Regions from separate parts of the Mus musculus genome. Here all the other regions are linked to region 3. The links are chromatin contacts, called in public Hi-C maps. All regions are on one chromosome and are shown on one strand. The core of a region is the stretch at or near the end of the contact, and the rest is flanking DNA. Distances in the headings are between cores, read along the strand shown. Region 1 overlaps Corin (corin, serine peptidase). Region 2 overlaps Corin (corin, serine peptidase). Region 3 holds the start of Commd8 (COMM domain containing 8).

Evidence for each region. Hi-C and Micro-C count contacts between places; a contact is called where the count stands out from the background.
Region 1: a contact with region 3 is called in a Hi-C map of cortical neurons. The contact joins the enhancer-like site here to the promoter of Commd8 in region 3. A contact is called at or near these places in 8 of 39 promoter capture datasets (the 3T3-L1 cell line, 3T3-L1-derived adipocytes, the HPC-7 cell line and 4 more), 6 of 484 Hi-C or Micro-C datasets (the N1E-115 cell line, cortical neurons, embryonic stem cells and 1 more) and 1 of 115 datasets of contacts at active chromatin or transcription factors (bone marrow-derived macrophages).
Region 2: a Hi-C map of the N1E-115 cell line shows a contact between it and region 3, with 7 times the contacts expected there. The contact joins the enhancer-like site here to the promoter of Commd8 in region 3. A contact is called at or near these places in 10 of 39 promoter capture datasets (the 3T3-L1 cell line, 3T3-L1-derived adipocytes, the C10 cell line and 5 more) and 6 of 484 Hi-C or Micro-C datasets (the G1E-ER4 cell line, the N1E-115 cell line, embryonic fibroblasts and 2 more).

The regions. Positions count from the first base shown.
Region 1 is chr5:72,331,405-72,335,625 of GRCm38.p6, reverse strand. Corin (corin, serine peptidase) reads left to right here. Exons shown (of 22, transcript NM_016869.3): 14 at 2,845-2,958. Among named protein-coding and RNA genes, the nearest start is that of Gm23712, 85 kb to the left of the region's middle. Within about 2 kb of position 2,520, at least 3 of the 459 cell types and tissues checked have an H3K27ac peak or open chromatin away from gene starts, as enhancers often do. A contact at or near this core is called in cortical neurons, where this site is marked.
Region 2 is chr5:72,352,388-72,356,437 of GRCm38.p6, reverse strand. Corin (corin, serine peptidase) reads left to right here. Exons shown (of 22, transcript NM_016869.3): 10 at 2,461-2,568. Among named protein-coding and RNA genes, the nearest start is that of Gm23712, 64 kb to the left of the region's middle. Within about 2 kb of position 2,552, at least 2 of the 459 cell types and tissues checked have an H3K27ac peak or open chromatin away from gene starts, as enhancers often do. A contact at or near this core is called in the N1E-115 cell line, where this site is marked.
Region 3 is chr5:72,166,589-72,170,718 of GRCm38.p6, reverse strand. Commd8 (COMM domain containing 8) reads left to right here and starts at 2,530. Exons shown (of 5, transcript NM_178599.5): 1 at 2,530-2,640. The coding sequence starts at 2,575.

The DNA.
Region 1 (4,221 bases), core at 1,271-3,770, 160 kb before region 3:
AAGACTGATAGCAATACAAGCTGCTGAGTAGCTTTTCAATTACCTTCTCATTAACAAACAGCTCCTTTATCAAGTATACTTGGTCCTTTATAAAACGCAGATAAAACAAAAAAACTTTAGATGTAACCAGAACTTTAGATGTTTCTCAGAGTCCGATCCTCTGGGGATCCTCAGAGGTTCCTTACTGTCATACTTTGAAGTCTTATGGAAGGTTTTATATGTTTTTGTACTCTTTAAGAGCACTGAGATAATTCACATGCAAAAGCTTTGCTTGTGGATGGGACCATTCTGCTCGGTGGCCATCAGAAGACAGTCATTGTGTCTGTCCACGGAGCGTACCCCTAAACTGTGCTTTTGGGGTGAATCTGTGGGCTTGATTTCTGATCTCTGAACAGACTCCCACTAAAGGAGAAGAGTGATCCCTCCCTTTGGCCCTTGGCTGCTTGATTCATGTATCACCGTCTTAGATTAAATATTGGATGGGCTTCTCGGAATGGTAGGATGCTGTGTGGAGACTTAGGTTTGGCGTCCAGACTCTACATTTAGAGGACCTGTCAGTTTTAGCTTAGCATTTGGTGCTTGAGCTAGCAAAGTTCTGGGCAGATCAGGACTTGATACCTCACCTAGCACTGCCCTCCTTTGGCATGTCTTGCTGGTTTTTCCTGAGCTGGGCGATTGTTGTTCTAACAACCACTGCTATTTGGTCTCATAAGCTACAGCTGTGTGAAGTATCCTATCTCATCTATATTTATTTGAAGACCCACTTATATCAAAAATGTCGCTTTATAGACAAAGTGGCTTTTTCACAAATAATACTGCCTTCCGTATGACAAATGCCATGACCTCCTCTCACTTTACTTCCTCTGTTCTTACCACCTTTATCTCCAAGAGATGTTTGCTTGTACAGACTTTTCTAACAAAAAGTATACGTAAAGGAAACACAAATGTCATAGAATACCCAAGGTTGGAGAGTGCATACACAGTAAATAATGAATGCCATTGTTGTGGTAATGTTGTTGGTATGAGTACACACTGCAGAAGGCCTTGTGCCCGGTGATCTGTCCCTCTGCTTGTTTTTTTTTTTATTAGTCCCTTCTAAGTGTACAAACTCTTCATTCATTTCAAAGGTCTCTTTGTATCAAGCTTCTTTCTCTCATCTCCCACTGATGTAGTGGTTTTTCTACCACCATCACTACCACCACCACCACCACCACCACCACCACCACCACCACCAACAACAACAACAACAACAACACCACCACCACCATCAACAACAACAACAACATCAATCGGTAACACTTTCTGTGTTTGCACTGCTTTCTGATGGAACGAGCTTAGGCTATTGGGCAGAGTTCAGGGTTCCTTTTGAAAGACATCATATCATAACATTGCAGTTAGGGTTGGCAGCCTCTGCCAGCTGGAAACCCTGAATCCCATTCAGTGAACTCATTCATTGAATATCTATCATTCATTGAATATCTATCATTCATTGAATATCTGTCTGGACCTAAGGCCACTCCAGGTGAATGGCCTGTGCAGGTCTCTTATCATTTATCTTTCCCATGTTTGGGTGATAAAACACTCCAAACTTAATTTTAGCTCAGTAAAATTTCTATTCTGGTAAAGAATTTTGATCCTTGTTTTGAATAACCATTTTTAACAATGAGATTTTTTTCCCCAGTGAATTCCAAGAATCCTGAGTTAATCATCTATGAGAGCTCTCCTAATTCTTTATGATAGGTCTGATGAGACATAGCTTTTAAGAGTATCCTTATTTGGTCACTACTTTGAGATTTAGATAATCTTAACGTTTATTTTTACTTATTTATTTATTTTTGAGAACCAGAGTTTGTTGTTCCTTAGATGAAGTGAAGTTGCATTTAAATTAACTATGGATTCAGTGTCTAGACTGAGCTAACCACTGTTCTCAGAGAAATTACTGACATCAGAAAAGTCAATGGAGCAGTTTACGATAATCAGATAGGCAGGTCTTGAGGTCGAGGACAGCCTAGACTACAGGTGAAACCATTTCAAAACCTAAAACACATAAAAGTTCAAAGCTATGAAATCTTTTCTTTCCTACCCTCACAGGACAGTCAGGACCCTGGTTCTCCTGAGTCATCTAGTTACAGTAGAATCTTGGCATATCTTAGAAGACATTCAAACACATTACACTTAACCAAATGATATGTAGGAGATGTAGCCTAAAGTGCTTGCTCCTTGAAGGGAAATTGAAGTTCAAGTTGTAAACCCACAATCCTTATCTTTTCCAAACCGTTTCAATTTTCCATAGTAATTGATGAGGTTTCCAACCTTAGATCTCTGGCCCAGGAAAGTAATGAATTTTGCACCTGGCTCCTAAAAATGAGTTTTGTAAGTACTTAACATGGGAGGGGCCTCTTTCGTGAAACACAGATGGTCTCTGTTTGTAGGCTGAAATTACATTTTAAGATTGCACGCACGAATTTACATCTCTAGGTTTTGGCATATGTGCTTAAAAGCATGACTCGCTTTATAGATGAGCCGTGCATGTTGGCACGCAGACTCAGAAAGCAAAAGGAACAACTCAGGAAGGATGCTAACACATAGCTGCTTTTTCACGTTTTTTCATTTCCCGTGTGTTGATTTGGATCTTTGGTTAGGCATGCTGTTCTGTTCACAGAGCAGAATGGAGACTGCCGTGAGCTCCTACTTTCAGAATCACACGATTCATAGTCACCACAGACATCCACAGTCTTTGAGAAGAAACCAGGCCTTTATGCTAAAATTTTTTTTAACCTTATTCAATTATATTTCACCATCAATTTCAACTCTGCATCTAATAGCTTTTTCTTCTGTTTCCAGGTTGTAAAGAGAGAGCTCTTTGGGAATGTCCATTTAATAAGCAATGTCTGAAGCATACATTAATCTGCGATGGGTTTCCAGATTGTCCAGACAGTATGGATGAAAAAAACTGCTGTAAGCGCCTTTATGAACTTGCTAACAGTGTTGTGTATTTCAAGTACACATTGCTTCACTTTAAATATAAGCTAGAAAGTTGGAAATACACATGAAAAGCTTTTAGTTTGTTTAGTTCTTTTGACCATACTTATGTCTACAAAGATATATATTCCAAGAAGACTAATGTTTTTTAAATACATACAAATAATATTCTAACAACATGAAAACATTAAAAGACCTCATGCTAGTATCCAAAATGTAAGACATAAAATTTAACCATAAGATGAAACACAATGTCAACATTAAACTCACACTCCTGAGTTATTTGATCTGGGTTCGTTATGTATCTTTAGTTGATGTGTTAGTTGGTTTCCCATTAGTTAACAGGCTACCCAAGGAGAATCAATGTAAGAAGTTGGGTTTATTTTGCTTAGAGTTTGGGATGTTTCAGTCCATGATTTAGAGGAGAGGAAACAGCAGAGAAGCATATTAACTTCAAGGCTGTGTATTAGGAAAGAAAAAGAAGAGGCTGCAGTCCCACCATGTCCTTCAAGATCATGTCTTCACTGGCTGCACGATGTCCCTCGCATCTCCCTTTTTAAAAAAGCAGTTCTTCAGCTTTCCAATAATATTGCAGGCTTGAGACTAAGCCTCTAAGAAATGGCCTCAAAGGACACTTATCTCAAAGACAGCACTTGAAGAACAGGAGATACACAGTAGTATGGGCAGCGTTGTCCTGAGTTTTAGAAATAAATATACATATGCTAAGAAAAACACCGGAAGATCATGAAAAGTTTGCCCTTGCCTGTGGTGGTGGTTTTAAGTTTTGTGTGCTTTTGAAATCTTTTACGTCTAGATGATATACAGCCATCATCTGTAGTACTAGTTTAAAATATCTTTAGGCATTTAACTTACAATTAACAGAAAGCTCAACAAAAAAGTGAATACATTTATTGTGTATATTGTACATGTCTTATATTACTACAGTAAAAGTCATGGCAGAATGAATTCACAAGGCTACAGTGGAGTAGAGAAATACATCATCTTGTCTGTGACCCTTTCCTTTCAGCCTGACCTCAGGGTGGGTGAGCGGCCTTGATCACGTTCAGTAGGAAGAAGGGAGGATTCAGCTCCTTCCTCTGGAATATCACTAAAGGACTCCCCATGGGTCAGCACTGGGCAGGGTGACAGCCTGTAGCAAGGGGCTTCTGTGAGGATTAGAAAAGACATTTTCTACAAACACCCAAAGCATGGCTCCAGGCAGGGATTAGGAAAAGCTGC
Region 2 (4,050 bases), core at 1,303-3,802, 190 kb before region 3:
GAACATTTGGGAGTTTCTTAAGCAGGATTGCTGTACACCCGAGTCCAGATTTTCTAGTCACCTTTTCTGTTGGTCGATACATAATGCCTAAACAGCACAGACCGGAAACTCATTTCCAAGGACACAGGCTCAAGATGAAGCCATGTGCTCAGACTCCGCTGAGCTGTGCTATGGAACCTTCTCTTCATTAGGCTTAATAAGGAGAAAACTTCAGCTTGTAGCATGCAGTTAAATGTGATTAGATTCCAAATAGAAGGAATTGGCTCATGAAATTAAATGTAACTGCATCCTAATTTGGCCTTGCTCAGAGAAGCAGTTTAATGTTTCACATTGCCAAGCAACAGATTTAAATATACTTTAAAGGGGACATAATATCTATGCATGGAACTTAGAAAATAGAAATTAAAACATTTTGGGTCTTAAACGTGATCATCTCTGTATTTTTTGGATTTTTTTTTAATAAAAAAGTTTCCACACTGATTACTTTAAGACCTTATTTCTATGAAAACCTTCTAGCATGGGGCTTGTGGAATATCCCCAACTTAATTGCCCCCCCATGTTGGTTTGTAGATGAGATGCACTGCACAGTGGGATTGCACATGGACGTTACATGCTTCATTCTGAGCTTCAAGCTCTGGGCTACTACTTGCTACTTGGGTGGCTGTAGGTGAGTCACTCTACCTTTCTAGGTCACAGCTTCCACATCAGCTCAGAAGATAATTACTGCTGTGCAGGGCAAGTGCCTGGGAAAAGCTGAATACATATCTCCTGTTGATACACGGCTAATACGGGGTCATTTTTTTTTTCCTGCTGGGAATTCAGTCTAACAAAACAAGTGATGGCGCTCTCTCTTCGCATCAGATGGAGAGTTTATGATCAATCTCCAACCGTGCAGCTCAGGCTGCCAAGAATTCAGAGTGCTGTGCTTCTGTGTGTTGTGCACACTTGGCAAAGAGCTCCTGTCAAAAGCTTATGATGGAGACATACTAGGACATCAAGCTGAAGACTGAGAAGAGAGCTCTCTCGGAAGAGGGGAGCTCAGATGAGCACGGCAGACCCACGGCAGCACATGGCCAATGTCTGGAGATAGGAAGGGGAAGGTGTTTTACACTACATACAGAGCAAAGACCATGGTGTGCCTTCTTCTACAGGTCGTTTCCTGTTGCTTTTCTGCTTAGAGAGTTGTTCTCCCCTTCCTATGACAACTTATCCCATCTGATTGGAACGCTTCCTTGGGCAGCCTAGTCCAAGCCCTAGTGTCCCTCAGTTGTTCTTGATAAACATCTCTGGTAAAGGGCTGTTTGCACAGGCTCATGAGGTCAGGAGTCATCCTTGTTAAACTTGGAGATGCTGCACAGAGCAGGCGTGGCCTTTTGTCTTTCAGCATTCGGTTTCTGGCCACAAAGCAGGCACTTAATATTTGCTGAACTATCGAATACACAACATCCTAAAATGTCATGAAGAGCTTACACTTACGAAAAATGTTTAAGGTTGCCTTGAGGGAGGAAAAAAAACGGTGACATCTTTTATGCAAGGAGACAATATATAACATTTCACCACAAGAGGGGCTGGAGGAGGAGTCCAATACAATATCCATTGACTTAGGATTGTGGATAAGCATGGATTAGGATACATATATGGCTATATATCAGTGGTGCCTTGCAAGATATTCTGGATTTCATATGGCATGTCTGAAAGTAATTGACCATAATATTGGGGAAGAGATGGAAAGAAAATGGGTAGCAATTTATTACTTTATCCACTTAATCTACACATAACCCGGAAATCAACAGCAAACACAGTTTCCTTTCCACATACCTTAGTGAAAAGCAATCGGGGCAAAGGCTTCTGCTGCCACTATTCGTTTGGAAAGAAAAAGCCCCGATGTTAGGTCATCAGAGATCAGTGATACTTTCTAGGGATGCTGGAAGTCTGGGTAGCAGCAGTGAAAGACTGACACTATGATAAAAGGCTTCTACTTGAAGTAGAGCTTTTGCCTTGATGCCCTGTTGGTTATCAGGGAAAGTCTTTTCCTTAAACTGGAGAGATGAGAGGTGGGGCAGATAAGTAAGATGTCATTTACAAACCAGAATGCCAGTATCTTTGTGTGGTCCTCTTGGCCTCACATCACGTGCACTTCATTTTGTTAAGTATAGGTACCTATGTAACAACTGAGTATGGTTTTCCAACTGGAAGCAACCATCTGTTTCTTTCCTTCAGTGTGGTTTGCCGTGGCTTTGTTTTGTACGGAGTTCTTTTGGATACTGGCCTGCACTTAGTTGGTGAGAGGATGAACCCAGAGCAGGCCTTTTCCATATGTGTTCAATATTGGGAGGGAGATTGGAAGGAAATTAAAGCTGTGTCATCCTTCAGCCCCAGAAGACATCATTCTTAGTCCTTCAGACAGAGGGTTGGAGATTGGCAGGTGATGAAAGCTGTTGGGTTTTTCCCCTTCCATAGGTCAGACGCCATGTCCAGAAGGAGAACAGGGATGCCTTGGCAGTTCCTGCGTCGAATCCTGTGCTGGTAGCTCTCTGTGTGACTCAGACAGCAGCCTGAGTAACTGCAGTAAGTACAACAGCTGACACGGGCAATTTCTGTGACAGACAGTACACCCAGCCTCTTTCTACCACATTGCCATAAACTCCTGAAGTTGGAATTGCTCCAAAAGAGCACATACATTGGCCTTTGTTTTTGTCCAAAGGTTGCATGTGGTAGCAGAAAAAGAACCAAAATGGTCTTCATTAACGAAATAAGAAACAAATGTGTGGCTGCGGATGGGCCATCCATCCGCATTGCTTAATGTCATTACCACCACTTTCTCCTCATCATCAGTTCCTATAAATTATTTTCGTGGAGCCATCTGCAGGCAGATGTTATCTTCCTTCTTTTATTTTCTAGTTTTTTATTTTTATTAAAAGCACAGCTTCCAGACTAGAGACTTCATCCAAGAAGCAACTAGGAGATTCATCCCAACCGTCACATAAAATTTGGTCATTTTATGCTTCTGATAGATGCATCCTCACTGTTCCAAACACGTTGGTGGACAATTAAGGTCTGGGAATCATTGCATTAATTTGTGTCATTGACAGTGTGGTGGCTGCAATGGTGAAAGCAGGTGGCTGTCTCTAAATTACTTTCCAGTAGATTAGCTGAGGGGAGACAGAATGGCCACGAGTGAAGAATGGCAAATAAACTCCTGTGGGAAATTTTAACTGAACTAGAAAATTTCCAAAGACTGATTTTTTTTTTTAATGATTTGTTCCTCCCAGATTCAGTTATTATATCACTTCTCTCACTTGGAGTAATTAATTGTTTCCTCCATCCTCAGTTTTGGATTAAGAATTACTTCATATTACATATCCTCTCCATCAAGGCCTTGGGAAGCTTTAAGTCTAATAGACTAAGGGAGGCATGGACTTCCAGTGGCCTTGTAACATTTGAGGTGAATTATATCCCAGGATATAAATGATCCTTTTCATACAGCAAACACTGGAAGATCTTATCTTCTGGGCATTTAAAACTGGCTTAGGTGTTGGTCCTTCCATTATTGGAAGCAGCTTCTATACCTGACTTGTAGACATCTCTCAAGGAGCCTCTGGGTGTATGTGTGCCTGATTCTCTACCTAGATGGATAGGTAGCCTATCCCTTTGTAAGTCTGTTCCTATAGACGGGAATGTGATTATTTTACAGTGCTTAACATTATTAGCATCAATAGTGCTTAGCTTCTTGACCACCCCCCCTCTACGTGATGTTTGCTTCTTTCAGTTGGAATTCGCAAAGAGAGAACAGGGAATAATAGATAGGAAGTTATTCAAGGAACAATTGCTCATTTCTTCCTTTTTTTTTTTTCGTAACAGGGTTTCACTATGTATCTCCAACTAGGCTGGAACTCTCTATGTAGACCTGGCTGGCCTTGAACTCTTAGATATCTGCTGGGTTTTGCCTCCTGAGTCCTTGGGTTAAAGGCATGTGCCAACCACATTTCTTTCTCTTCTTCAATGCAAAATTAACTAGAATATAGAGGGACAATAAACAAATAGGCACAT
Region 3 (4,130 bases), core at 1,281-3,780:
ACACCTTCTCCATCAAGACCACACCTTCCAATAATGTCACTCTCTATGGGCCAAGCCTTCAAACACTTGAGTCTATGGGGGCCCTTTCTATTCAGACCACCACAGCTAGGGTTTGTTTGTTTGTTTGTTTTTTAATTTTTTAAATCTTTCCTTGCTATTGTTTAAGCACTGTGCCATCGAGCTATATTCCAGGTCATATTTGGCTGCTTTGAAAGCAAACATTAAAAGAGATCAATATAGTCATAATTTGTCAAATATGTATGCACTGTAGATGTCTGTCAGAAATTGGAGAAGGACGGAAAGGAGGGAGGAAGAACTTGAGATTTTTTGTGGACGAAACTCTACCCCCAAATGACAGACAACAAAAACAGGAAGAACAATAGAAAATAAGGAAACGACCCCAGAAAGAAGCTCTCTAAAGAGGAAGCTGGCGTTCCAGCTTCTGCTCAGCACTGAGGCTTCCCTGGCTTCTTTCACATCTCCCAGTTGCAACCCTTCATCTGCATTGCCTGCACGGCCCATAAGGCAGGCTGGATGTATCTTGGCGATATACAGGCAGGGGAAGAAGTCTCCTTAGAAAGGAATCATACCATTTTCTAGGTGCTAGGCTGTGCTTTATGTAAACAACTTTACAGGTATGAACTTAAAACAAGCCCTGTAAAGTCTGCATGGTCATTCTAAATAATGAGAGATGAAGACGCAGACCAGCCAGAGACGTGAACTAGCTTGCCATTGCTATACAGACGATAACAGTTACCAATGATTTACAGAGCTGGACTTAAACTTAACTCCAGAGTCTGCATTTTAAGCCCTTACTATAAACAAAGTTAGGGTGACAGAAACGCAAATACACCTAGCTGAGGTAGGATCAGAACAGACAGGTAATGTTTTAAAGTGCTTCAGGGCACTTAAAACATTTGTTTGTTTGCAAGCCTGAAAACTAGGGTCCAGACCCCAGGACCCTAAAAGGAAGGAATCAATGTCTATAAGTTGTCCTCAACCTACACACACCACACACACAGACACAGACACACACAGACACACACACAGACACACACACAGACACACACACACACACACACGCTTTATTTTTTAATGAAAAAGTTGAAAATTAAAAAAAAATGATGCCTTAAATTACATACAAAGACAAGCGATTACTAATGAAAAGACATTAAATATTAAGGGCTCTTTCCTCTCACTTTATGTAATATTTTAAATTCAGCATCTGCCAGAAGTTCAATTTTAATATAGTCATGTTTCAAAGGTCAACCTTTTCTTGGTGTCCAGTGTTGTCTAAATCCCGTTTTTTGATATCCTTTATATCCTGATGGATGTCATTTTGCACTATTAACTTACACATTGCATGGTCACAGAAGCATGCATTCCTGTAAGCCTTCCTTTACCCAGGCAGAACAGCAGAACTCTCATTCTTTCTTCAAACTCTGCAGCTATCGCTCATGTATGTGACTGTGGACAAGGCATATCTATCTATCTGTCTGTCTGTCTATCTATCTATCTATCTATCTATCTATCTATCTATCTATCTATTTTTCTATCTATGCCTCTCAGCACTTTCTAACACTCTTAATCCTAACATTACATATTGGGTTGTAATCACCCTAATTGTTATGGCACCTTCTCATGACAAGGCTCATTCTATCACGAACTTTCTTTTTTTTGGATTGAAATTACAACTCAAAGAATTTTGGGTTCACTCCTGTGGTAAATGTGTGGGTATAAACATGGGTTTTCTTTACCAGCAGGTTGTTTTGTTTCTTAGCTTGGATAATGAGTCTTTGGGTTGCTTAATAATATATAGCTGAACTTTGCCTTTCTATGAGTTCTGTCTTGGATTGCGTTTGCTGTTTGTAAACGGGGGGGGGGGATCCAATCTTTTTTTTTTTTTAAAGATTTATTTATTTTATGTCTACGAATACACAGTAGCTGTCTTCAGACACACCAGAAGAGAGCATTCGATCTCATTACAGATGGCTGTGAGCCACCATGTGGTTGCTGGGAATTGGACTCAGGACTTCTGGAAGAGCAGTCAGTGCTCTTAACTGCTGAACCATCTCTCCAGCCCCCCACCCCACATCTCTTCTTAAAATAAAAAAAAATTAAAAAAAAAAAGTAACTTTAATTTGTCTTTGAGGTCAAACTCTTTGACTAGGAGACTGTCAGATCTCTGGGGGAAAGGCCCTGGGTTCAAATACAGGCTGTGACTATTACTAGATGATTTTCTGCAGTGAAGAAAGTTTATGAGATCTGTCTCTGAACACAGTCTCAACCGAGCAAAAGTCTGTAAATCTTCCTTCAGCAGCAAGCGGATGGGTAACAGACTTCCCCTCAGTCTCGACCGCCCCTCCCCCCCCCCCCCCCCCCCCAAAAAAAAAGAGGGAAAAAAAACTTGCTCTTTTTTCTACAGGAGAAAACCAATGGCTGAGGTTTTGCACATGCGCACAAGGACTTTGAGCCCGCCCGCCGGCCCCGCCCTCCAGAAAGTCACGTGGACGAATCGGAGCGTAAGCCTAAGGTTCAGGCCTGTCACGTGACAGGTATCTCTACTTCTCGGGGATGGAGCCGGAAGAGGGGACGCCGCTTTGGCGGCTACAGAAGCTGCCTCCGGAGCAGGGCGCCGGGGTGAGGGGTTTGTGAAGGGCACGGGAAGGCCGGGGTCCGGACTATTCTTCTTGGGCCCCTGGAGACACAATGGCGGCCTAAGGACTTTACGCGGTTTAGGAATGGCCCAGGCCTGGGTGCGTGTGGGGTCTTCTTGCTTCTAGAAAGCTCGGGTGGTAGAGCCCGAGATCTGCTGCGTCCGCAGTCTTTGAGTTCAGGTCTCCCGAACGCCCCTTTCTGTGTGAGGTCCGGCGGATGCAGTGAGGAGTCGAACCCGGTGGGACCTGTTCCCTGGAGGGCGGGAGGAACCAACTCCTAACCAGAAAAGGAGTAGCCACTCAAGTTTGGCCAAGAGGTGATCGCAGCCGCTGAAAACAGCTCACCCATAAAGCCAGGCTTGTGGAGACCAGAGACAGCCAACCAGGGTTTCTTGCAGCACACCCAGGGTCCAGACCTCTGTGAAAGTGATTTGATGGTGGCACTCTGCCCTGCTCAGGCTTTCAGAAGTCTCCACTGTGGCCCTTCTACCCAAAGTCGGCTTCAGTTGTAGATGAAAGAAATTTAACGCCACTCCCTCCGTTCTTTAGAAAATGTACTTTAAACATTTTCTTTGATTTTACAAATGAGGACAGTGAAATATGTCAGCCACAGGTTTCCAGCAAGCCAGGGCCAAAGCTCAAACCTATCTATGGACTGTGTCTCCTAACTTTCAGGGTGTCTTTCCTCCTATATAGAGATGGCCAAAACATTTGACTCCTGAATCTGAGAGCTGAGCCAGCTGTCTTCTTCCTGGGCCTCTGCCTTTTGCCACAGCTATGGGAAATCCCTGGTTTGGGTCTCCACTCCCTTTTCACAGCATTGGTTGTTGTGGTGTCACCATCCTTCTTTACCAGGCCACTCTATTTAAGAAACTCTGGGTTTCATCCTTGGACCTCCCCTTTTCAACCTCCTTTACCTGTTTATGGTCTCTGCCTCTATAGTCTCACACTTACTCCTGCTCACAATATCTTGGCAAAGTTTTGGAAAAATAATGTAATTACTTACAGGAAAGTTGAGTGCAGATTAAAGCCTTCACTCCTTTCTGTTGTATGCAAGGCCTTCTGTGATTTGGCCCCTACTCGCCTTTTCAAAGGTCCTCTGCCCTTTCACCCTTGTCTGCCTTTCCAAAGATGCAATTCCCACTCCTGCGCTGGGGTTTTATTTCCAGTCCTGTGTGCGGGCACATTGCGTTGGCTGGGAATGCCTAATGGCCACTCATCTTTTCAATTCAGCTCTTTCCTTGTTCCTTTGCACCCGTCATAAACACCTTTTCTATCCCCTCTCCTCTACCACACGCACTTATTTATATGTGTACTTTTTTTGATAGATTGGAACTCTGTTATGGTAGAGCATCATTTATCCTCAATGTCCTCATTTGTAAAATGAGAACAGTTACAATGCTTACCTTATAGAGTTGCAGGGAGTGTCAGGATACTGTTTGGTAGACATTACAGGTGGCTTTTGGTTGTATT